Linked DNA regions of Drosophila melanogaster: region 1 is linked to region 2. The links are chromatin contacts, called in public Hi-C maps. All regions are on one chromosome and are shown on one strand. The core of a region is the stretch at or near the end of the contact, and the rest is flanking DNA. Distances in the headings are between cores, read along the strand shown.

What was found. A called contact is a pair of places that touch in the nucleus more often than the background predicts.
Region 1: a Hi-C map of the Kc167 cell line shows a contact between it and region 2, with 2.6 times the contacts expected there. The contact joins the promoter of CG3842 here to the promoter of CG5937 in region 2. A contact is called at or near these places in 5 of 107 Hi-C or Micro-C datasets (the Kc167 cell line, the S2 cell line, cellular blastoderm embryo and 1 more).

Annotation. Positions count from the first base shown.
Region 1 is chrX:6,335,772-6,339,464 of dm6, reverse strand. CG3842 reads right to left here and starts at 1,703. Exons shown (of 3, transcript NM_001272342.2): 1 at 1,002-1,703.
Region 2 is chrX:6,038,315-6,042,039 of dm6, reverse strand. It overlaps CG5937, which reads right to left and starts at 2,035. Exons shown (of 9, transcript NM_132061.3): 1 at 1,942-2,035; 2 at 1,254-1,515; 3 at 321-454. The coding sequence starts at 1,338. MCTS1 (Malignant T cell amplified sequence 1) reads right to left here. Exons shown (of 4, transcript NM_132060.4): 3 at 3,475-3,725; 4 at 2,464-3,164. The coding sequence ends at 3,083.

The sequences.
Region 1 (3,693 bases), core at 454-2,953, 300 kb before region 2:
AGGATCCCATTCAGCGGCTTATCTACAGTTCTTATCGGCTGCAAAAGCTGCAATATAGTCATACAAAATTTATGTTCCACACAAGACGGCCCGTCCCACACGATCGGCAATCAGTGGTGTTTTGACCTTTTTAAACTAATGCACTGGTCGATTTTACACTGTAAAACCAAAAAGCTTGCTAAATTCATTTAGTTACACAACTTTTTGTCAATTTATAGTGGATAATCAAATGAATGCACAGGTAAATGAAGCTCATACTAAAACATGCACTTTTGACATGCAATAATTAAATAACTGTGATGGGCTTGAACTTTGCAAAAGGGCTGGGTAGGGAAGCCCCCTTCCTGGCCACCCACTCTACGCATATGGCGAGAGAGAGGGAGAGAGAGAGCGAGAGCAGGGCGTAGAGTAAATGTCACTGCGCTCGAGAGAGCGCGAGAGAGGCGAACTTTGACTAGGTCAGGATAACGGGTCCTTTTCGCGTCCTTCTCCTCGCCCTGCTCATTCGCGTTGTTTAATCGATGAGCAGAGCGAAAGCTGTGCCCTTTGCCACCGGCCACACCCCCTGCAACGCCCCCCGTAATCCTTGCTCTCTTTCGCCGTCCCTTTCTAGCGAGATTTTGGGAATTTTCCACTGACAATGCAGATGGGCGTTTTTATTTTGTTCGTTCTTGGCCGGTTTGTTCAATTGAGAACATTAATTCGATTCCTGATTGAGTCACATTAATTTCGATGGAGGGAACAAGAAAAGAAAAGAGGCGCGTGACTGTGGCTTTTCTTATTGAAATGATTAATCTTAGTCTGGAAAAGATTAAGCAGAGAAGCGAGCTCAAGAAACACAAGAAACATAACATTTGAGCAAATGTGCACATATTTATGTATTTTATATTAATATAAAATACTTTTTTTTTATAAATATGCTCATAGAATGCATATTCTATGTAAATCGTATTTAATTGACTAGTTATTGCACGGTACAGCTTAAAGGATTCTTTACTCACGACTCGTACGTTATGTATTATCCTCGTTGGTTACACTTAAGTGCGCTTATCTCGTTTTCCACTTTGCGTCCGTTTTGCTGTCGTCAGTTTGTCGCTAATTCCCGTTGACAGTTGTCGGCCACGCTAACAAACAAAAAAAAACAGTGAATAAATAAAAACGAATGTCAACTCACCCCTGACCCCTGGCATCAGGATAAGCCCCGCTAGTTGGTCCTCTGGGCCAGATGCGGTGACGTCAATGGAATTCGGGTTAGGCAACATCACCTTGATCTTGGGCTAAACAACAGATCGGGGTAAACAATGGGGGCTGCCAAAAGATTAAAACACGCGAAACGTAAACAACGACTATCAACGCAGGGGGCAACTGTACTTGTTGTTGGAACATTTTCATGAGAACTCCTTGATCCTTCAACTTTTCCATTCATATTTTTCATTATGCTATACAAAAAACTGAAACAAATTGTTATCGGTCAAAGGGTAATCAAAGCATTGAGTAATGCAAATTCATAATAGAAAAATTCTCACTGTTACACTCTTCAATTAGATAATCACTGAACTGACCAACCGCAAAAACTGAAACCACGTAATCAAATTACTCTGTGCTTGGTGGCGGGAACGGGGTAACCAGGGGTTAATCAGCACAACACACACATTGCTGGCGTCATTGTATCGCGCTTATAAGAGGAACGAACTGGAAATTGTTCAATAAATGTTCAATTCAGCATCACGTTGAATGCGGCACGCGAGTTAAGTCCGTGATCGAGGGTGGAGCCTTTTGTGAAGATATGATGTGTAAATGTATGAAGGTTTTTAAGTTTCAGCAGATAGTTGTAGTGTGAAGATTTCCAATAAAGAATACGACTGACTTTCTTGAAGTTCAAAATCAGTATGAAGTTTATTGTCAGAGAGTGGCTACTCGAGTCCTCCGTTTTCGTCTTATACATAAGTACATAGGTTCTTAATTGTAAGCATAATGAACATGCCGACTCGGCATGTGGCTGGCTAGCTGGGGACAATGTTGCAGTGCGACTTTTGTGTAATGTCAGCATTCGGCCGGAATGTCAGCATTCGGCCGGATGCGGTGTTCCAGTTGCCGTCTTCCCGGTTGAGTGTCCGATGATTTGTTTAGAGGCGTGGGGGTTTAGGGGGTGGGGTGGTAACTCCTCCCCCCCCAGTTCGAAGTGACGGCCATAGCGAAGGTATGGATGACGCGTAGATTGGTACGTGATGATCCTCGTGGATGTGGACGATGTGTTTCGTTCGTCGGTGCAGCCATAAGATGACTGCTAGGAACGTTACCAATCCGAGCAGAGTGTAGAGTGTCCAGGTGTGCTGTATAGTATTGTGATGGACGGCCAGGATTTTATCCATTGTTTGGGTGGCTTCGAGGTGCAGTTTTTCTAGGCTTAGTACCGTAATAGTGGTATTCCTAGTTACTTTTCGCATGGGGGGAAGATCAAAATCCGTCTGTTCAGGGAACGTGTCAACCGTGCCGTCGTAATCGATACCGTTAATCTGTATTGTTTCGTTAATGTATCTGATGATGGCTGACCCCATTATTGAGAGCTCGGAGCCGTTTGTTAGGGATACCTTCAGTTTGTTCACGTTGAATGCGAAGATGTAACCTCTCTCTGCCTCGAACACGTCGGTGATGGGGCCGGTTTCCCGTACATCGCAGGAACTGTTTTCTCCGTTCAAAAGGTGTTCCAGGCATGTGTTGTTCTGTGGTGTATCAACGTAGAAGTTCTCGTCGCACAAGAATGTATTATCCAGTTTGGGGCATTTACGGGTCATATGAAATTTCTTATTATTAATATTATAAGCTAGGTAATTTGGGGTTATTACAAAATATGTGTTATTTATTGGTAATGGAACTAGTCTGGCGAGGGTATGAAAAGGTTGTTTAAAAATTGGGACTTTGATATTAAAAATAATCTTTTGTTCGTAATTTAGTGTATTCATTTGTAGGAAATTGTATATACTTTGTTCATTTTTGACTGTGATATTTTGTTTTTCCAGTATTGTTTTTATTTTATCCATTTCTTGTTCATTTAGGATGAACTTGGGAATTATATTTATTTTCGCCAATAGCATACTTTCTGTTATGTCGTTTAGGTGGTTAATGAATAATTCTATGTTATAATTAATCCTATTTAAATATTGTATTTCTTCCAGAAGGGTATCTTGTAAGTTTAAGTGTTTGTATATTTTGTTTTGTGAGGTATCAAAGAATTTACTTATCAAAATTTGTTCATTATTTATATGGTCCGTGATATTTTCGAACCGGATAAGTATTTCGTTGTTAAACATTACTTGTTTTTGGAGATTGTCGTTACTGACTTCGGAATTTTTCTTTATATTGTCAAGTTCTTCATGTATTTCTTTATTGTCGTTGGCATCCATGTTGCCGGTAACCACCTTTACTAGACTCCCCAATCCGTTAATCAAACCCCGTTTGTTTCTATATGAAGGTGTAAGGGCTTTGAGCTTTACTTGGGCTTGGGTTAATTTGGTTTTTAAAATTGTGACGGAGTCCGTCAACGTGGAATCGGGGTTAAATTTATTAATGGTCAGATGGAATTGTTCCATACATCTGCTGTAGTCTTGTAGGTTGATTACATGACTAATTATTTTGTACCTCTCAATTAGTAAGGCTTTCCCTAGTTCTATCTTGGCTATAGGGGCGTTATCA
Region 2 (3,725 bases), core at 786-3,285:
GACCCCGGAGGACACTCAGCAATTAGTCGATTCCGCCCGTTGCCCACCAATGCCCCAATGGCGCACATATGCCAAATGCTATACGCCCATATGCCACATGCCACATGCCATCTCCCATGTCCCAAATCCCATTGCCCGTGTCTTTTGTTCGGTGAGCAGTGTGTGCATATGGAATGATAAATCCGTTTTGTTCGCCGGAAGTTCCGGCCGGAAAATGTGTGTCAGTGGTTGTTATGGCCATTGTTAGCCCACAGTCCCATTACCATTTTCCCAGTTTACTGCCCCTTCCGATAATCGCCGTTTCCGGACGGTGCACTTACATGGAGGCCGTTGAGTCCCATCGTGATGAACTTGGGTCGCTTTGTGTCCAGCGCCATCTGCAGAGCGGTAAAGCAAACGGAGCGCAGCTCGTGCGACGGATCTCGGTGGATTCCATGCTGGCGGTACAGCTTATCTGCAGGGTTAACAAAATTGGGTCATTATTTAGGCGGTATTAGTGACAAGTATGTATGTATGTACATATGTATATGAAAAAATAATGTCTTTATCAACTGCAAATCGTAAATTGTAATATCTTCTGCTCTTAATAGCGCGAGCAAAAAGTTACATTCCTATTCGGTGGCAAATCGGCGCGATTAACGTTTATCGCCTTGGGCACACAAGTATGTGTATGTAGCTACTGCATGCAGTAAAATCTGTCCCGATAAGCGAACGGAAACGGTGCGGGGAGTTCCACGCTCCACCATCCGCAAATCGTTGCCTACTTTCCTGCATCGCTGACCGCGAAATCTCCCACACATCGTTACCTACTTTCCTGCAACACCACGCAGGAAAACACAATAAGAGGCTACAAAACCGAGCTTTCGAAGAAATCTAAATAATATTCTGTTATCCCCTTTATGTGAAAATATATACAATAATTTTATCACCATAATAAATTTACGATTTTCAATTTATAATGCACTTATTATTAATATAACAACTTATAGATGTAATGTAATGAAAATCCAAATCTTTGCCGAAACTTAAGTGCCGTGCTGAAGAGGTGAAGGGCATTGCACAAAGGAAGTGGCAACTAACGGTAAACAACAAACATTGGCGGGCAAGGGAAAGCGAGAAAGGAAGTTAGAAAATGGCAATAATCTCGTTCGTTCTCTCGCTCTCTGCCTCTCTCTTTCTTTCCCACTTTCACCGTGCTAACTGCAAACGGAGTTCACACATATTGCAAAAAGGAAAAGAGCAAGAAAACTCACCGTAAGCGATTTGCGCCGTTTGCCGCAGCGCATTGTGTTTAGTGCCCGTTGACTCCTTGATAATGAGCAAAAAGAGGTCCTCCATATTGCCCGTCTCTTTCTAAGCCTCTCTGTAGTTGTGTGCGTTTGTGTGGGCCAAATGTCGCTCTGGTGGTGTGCGTGCGTTTATGTCGCTGCTTCAGGCGATTCCGCTTGCTGTGGTTGTTGCTTCGCCCTTGCACGCCATCATTGGTAGTAACAACAACAACAACTCAATTAGCGCCTAAAAAATTGGTAGTAAAATCAATACAAACGAAGATAATAACAATAGAGCAACGGTGAAGAATGATTGTATACATATGTTATGTTGCCGCCATATGTATGCACACACATACACATACGCACTGGCACTTACACACATAACGGAAAGTTTCAATGTGGCGTTTTCGCGTCACGTCACTTTTGCACTTCTCAAAAACTTGTGCACACTCATTGCAATTGTGCACCTTCGAAAAGTTCAAACAGTGTGTATCCGTTTTCCTTGAAAAACTTTTCCTACTTTCACACATACACACACACGAACACATGTACAGGCGAACAATGCACCAGGCAATTGCAACGGTACTTCTTTTATAAATTAAATCCATATGTCAGGCGATATCCACTGCCCCACAAGCACTTTCCACAGCGATTACTCATCTGAAATTACCATTTCTTGCAATGGAAAAGGTCCATAGTCCTTGGTAACGGTATCCAGCCACCACTTGTGGTTTTTCCCTATGTTTTCCACCGTTATTCCGAACTTTACTTTCTGTTTTTTTTTTCGTTTTTCTTCTTGCCTTTCCGGGGAAATATGCACTGCACTTGCCGTTGGATGCGTCAAATGCTGTGTGACGCGAAAGGAAAGCACTTTCTCCATTTACGGCGGAGTGCGCCGTACCGTTATCATTGCGCATGCCTGCCAGTCAGCTGTTCGATTGTACCGTTTATCGGTCAGCTGAAAGTTTGGAAAAACCAGGGCGGCGGGCACAGTTTGAAAGAAGAGCATTACGCCCCATGAAAAACCTATGTAGTTTCTATACCTCAAGCCGCATACCCAATTGCATATAGAATGGGAAAACTTCACACTCCTATTTTACGTGCGGCAGTAAAAGACGCCACAAAGTATGCTATGTTATTCAAGAGTTTGCTATGGTTTTACAATAGATACCCATACAAAAATTACTTAGTTCCACGTATTGCGAAGCTTTATTTCAATAATTTTGAAGTAAAACTACTAAAAATTATAATATTACAAATAATAAATTGTGTACATTTAGTTATAAGCTCTTTTTTGTATACAATCTTTTCGTGTATTCACAAGTGCCCGGATATCAACTATAACCTTGAAATGTTTGTATGAGTTGTTCGCAGCCCTGGCAAACTTTAAGCTACAGGCCTTGTTTCGTTGCTCTTTAGACTAATCAATAAACAAAAGGAGTCACAGTTATTCAGTCACTCTTAAAATAAGAGCTAACAGAATGAAGACCGCCAAACAGAAGACTCAATGTTCAGTCATACCTGCCGAATCCGATTAAAATGCTCAAATTTAGATCCACTGGACACCTTTCACCTGGACCACTGGTCTCCACAGGTGGTTGGTTTTCTTTTTCAGTACTCTCTCTTTCAATCCCTCTCTGCTCGCTTGAAATGCCATTAATTATATTTCGCAATGTTTTAAATAGTTTAACTGACAGAGTAAAATTAGTAGAAAAAAATAATAATCAGGACTCAGTTGCGTATATCAAAAACCATTCTTTGCTCTCATGACATAGAAGACTAAAAAGTGCAAGTGCAGATTCCTATTTCGCCTACTTCACGGGCTTCGACTTCCACAGGCCGTCGTTGAGGAAGTGGTACGTCTCGATACCGATGCCTTTGTTCTTCGCCAGACTGTGGAAAAGTCAAGAGAAAAGAAAGATGTTCATGGTTTATTCAAATTTAAAAAATATGCACACGGCTCAGCAAATTGGTAACATTGTCCATTTATGATTATTCTTTCACAATTTGATTTTTCCAAGCTCAAGAATATTTCAAAGTTACAAAGCTTTACCATATTTAACCTAGCAACAAACTACTACGTTTGTATTATAAAACAATGTCAAAGACGAACATTTAAACACATTTAAGTAAACTAAATGCAAGCATATAAATTAATATTCTTAGATATTAACTACTAAAGAAGTGGTAGAAGCACACTTACATTTCCTGTGTGGATAACGTGAGGAGTCCAACGGCCAGGGCGTGCTCCTTGCCCTCAGCCATGATGGCCACCACGGTGTCCTTGTCGGCCGGCGTCATACAGGCGCCTGGCGATGTGAGGCCGGGACACATGACGTTCGCTCCGCTCAGGACGAAGCGGATGGCGCCTTTGTCCACTTGCTGCATGGTCACGAAGTAGGGGAACTTGTGCAGGAGGCGCAGGGTAGGCATCCAGGGGCCATCGCGGTGGCG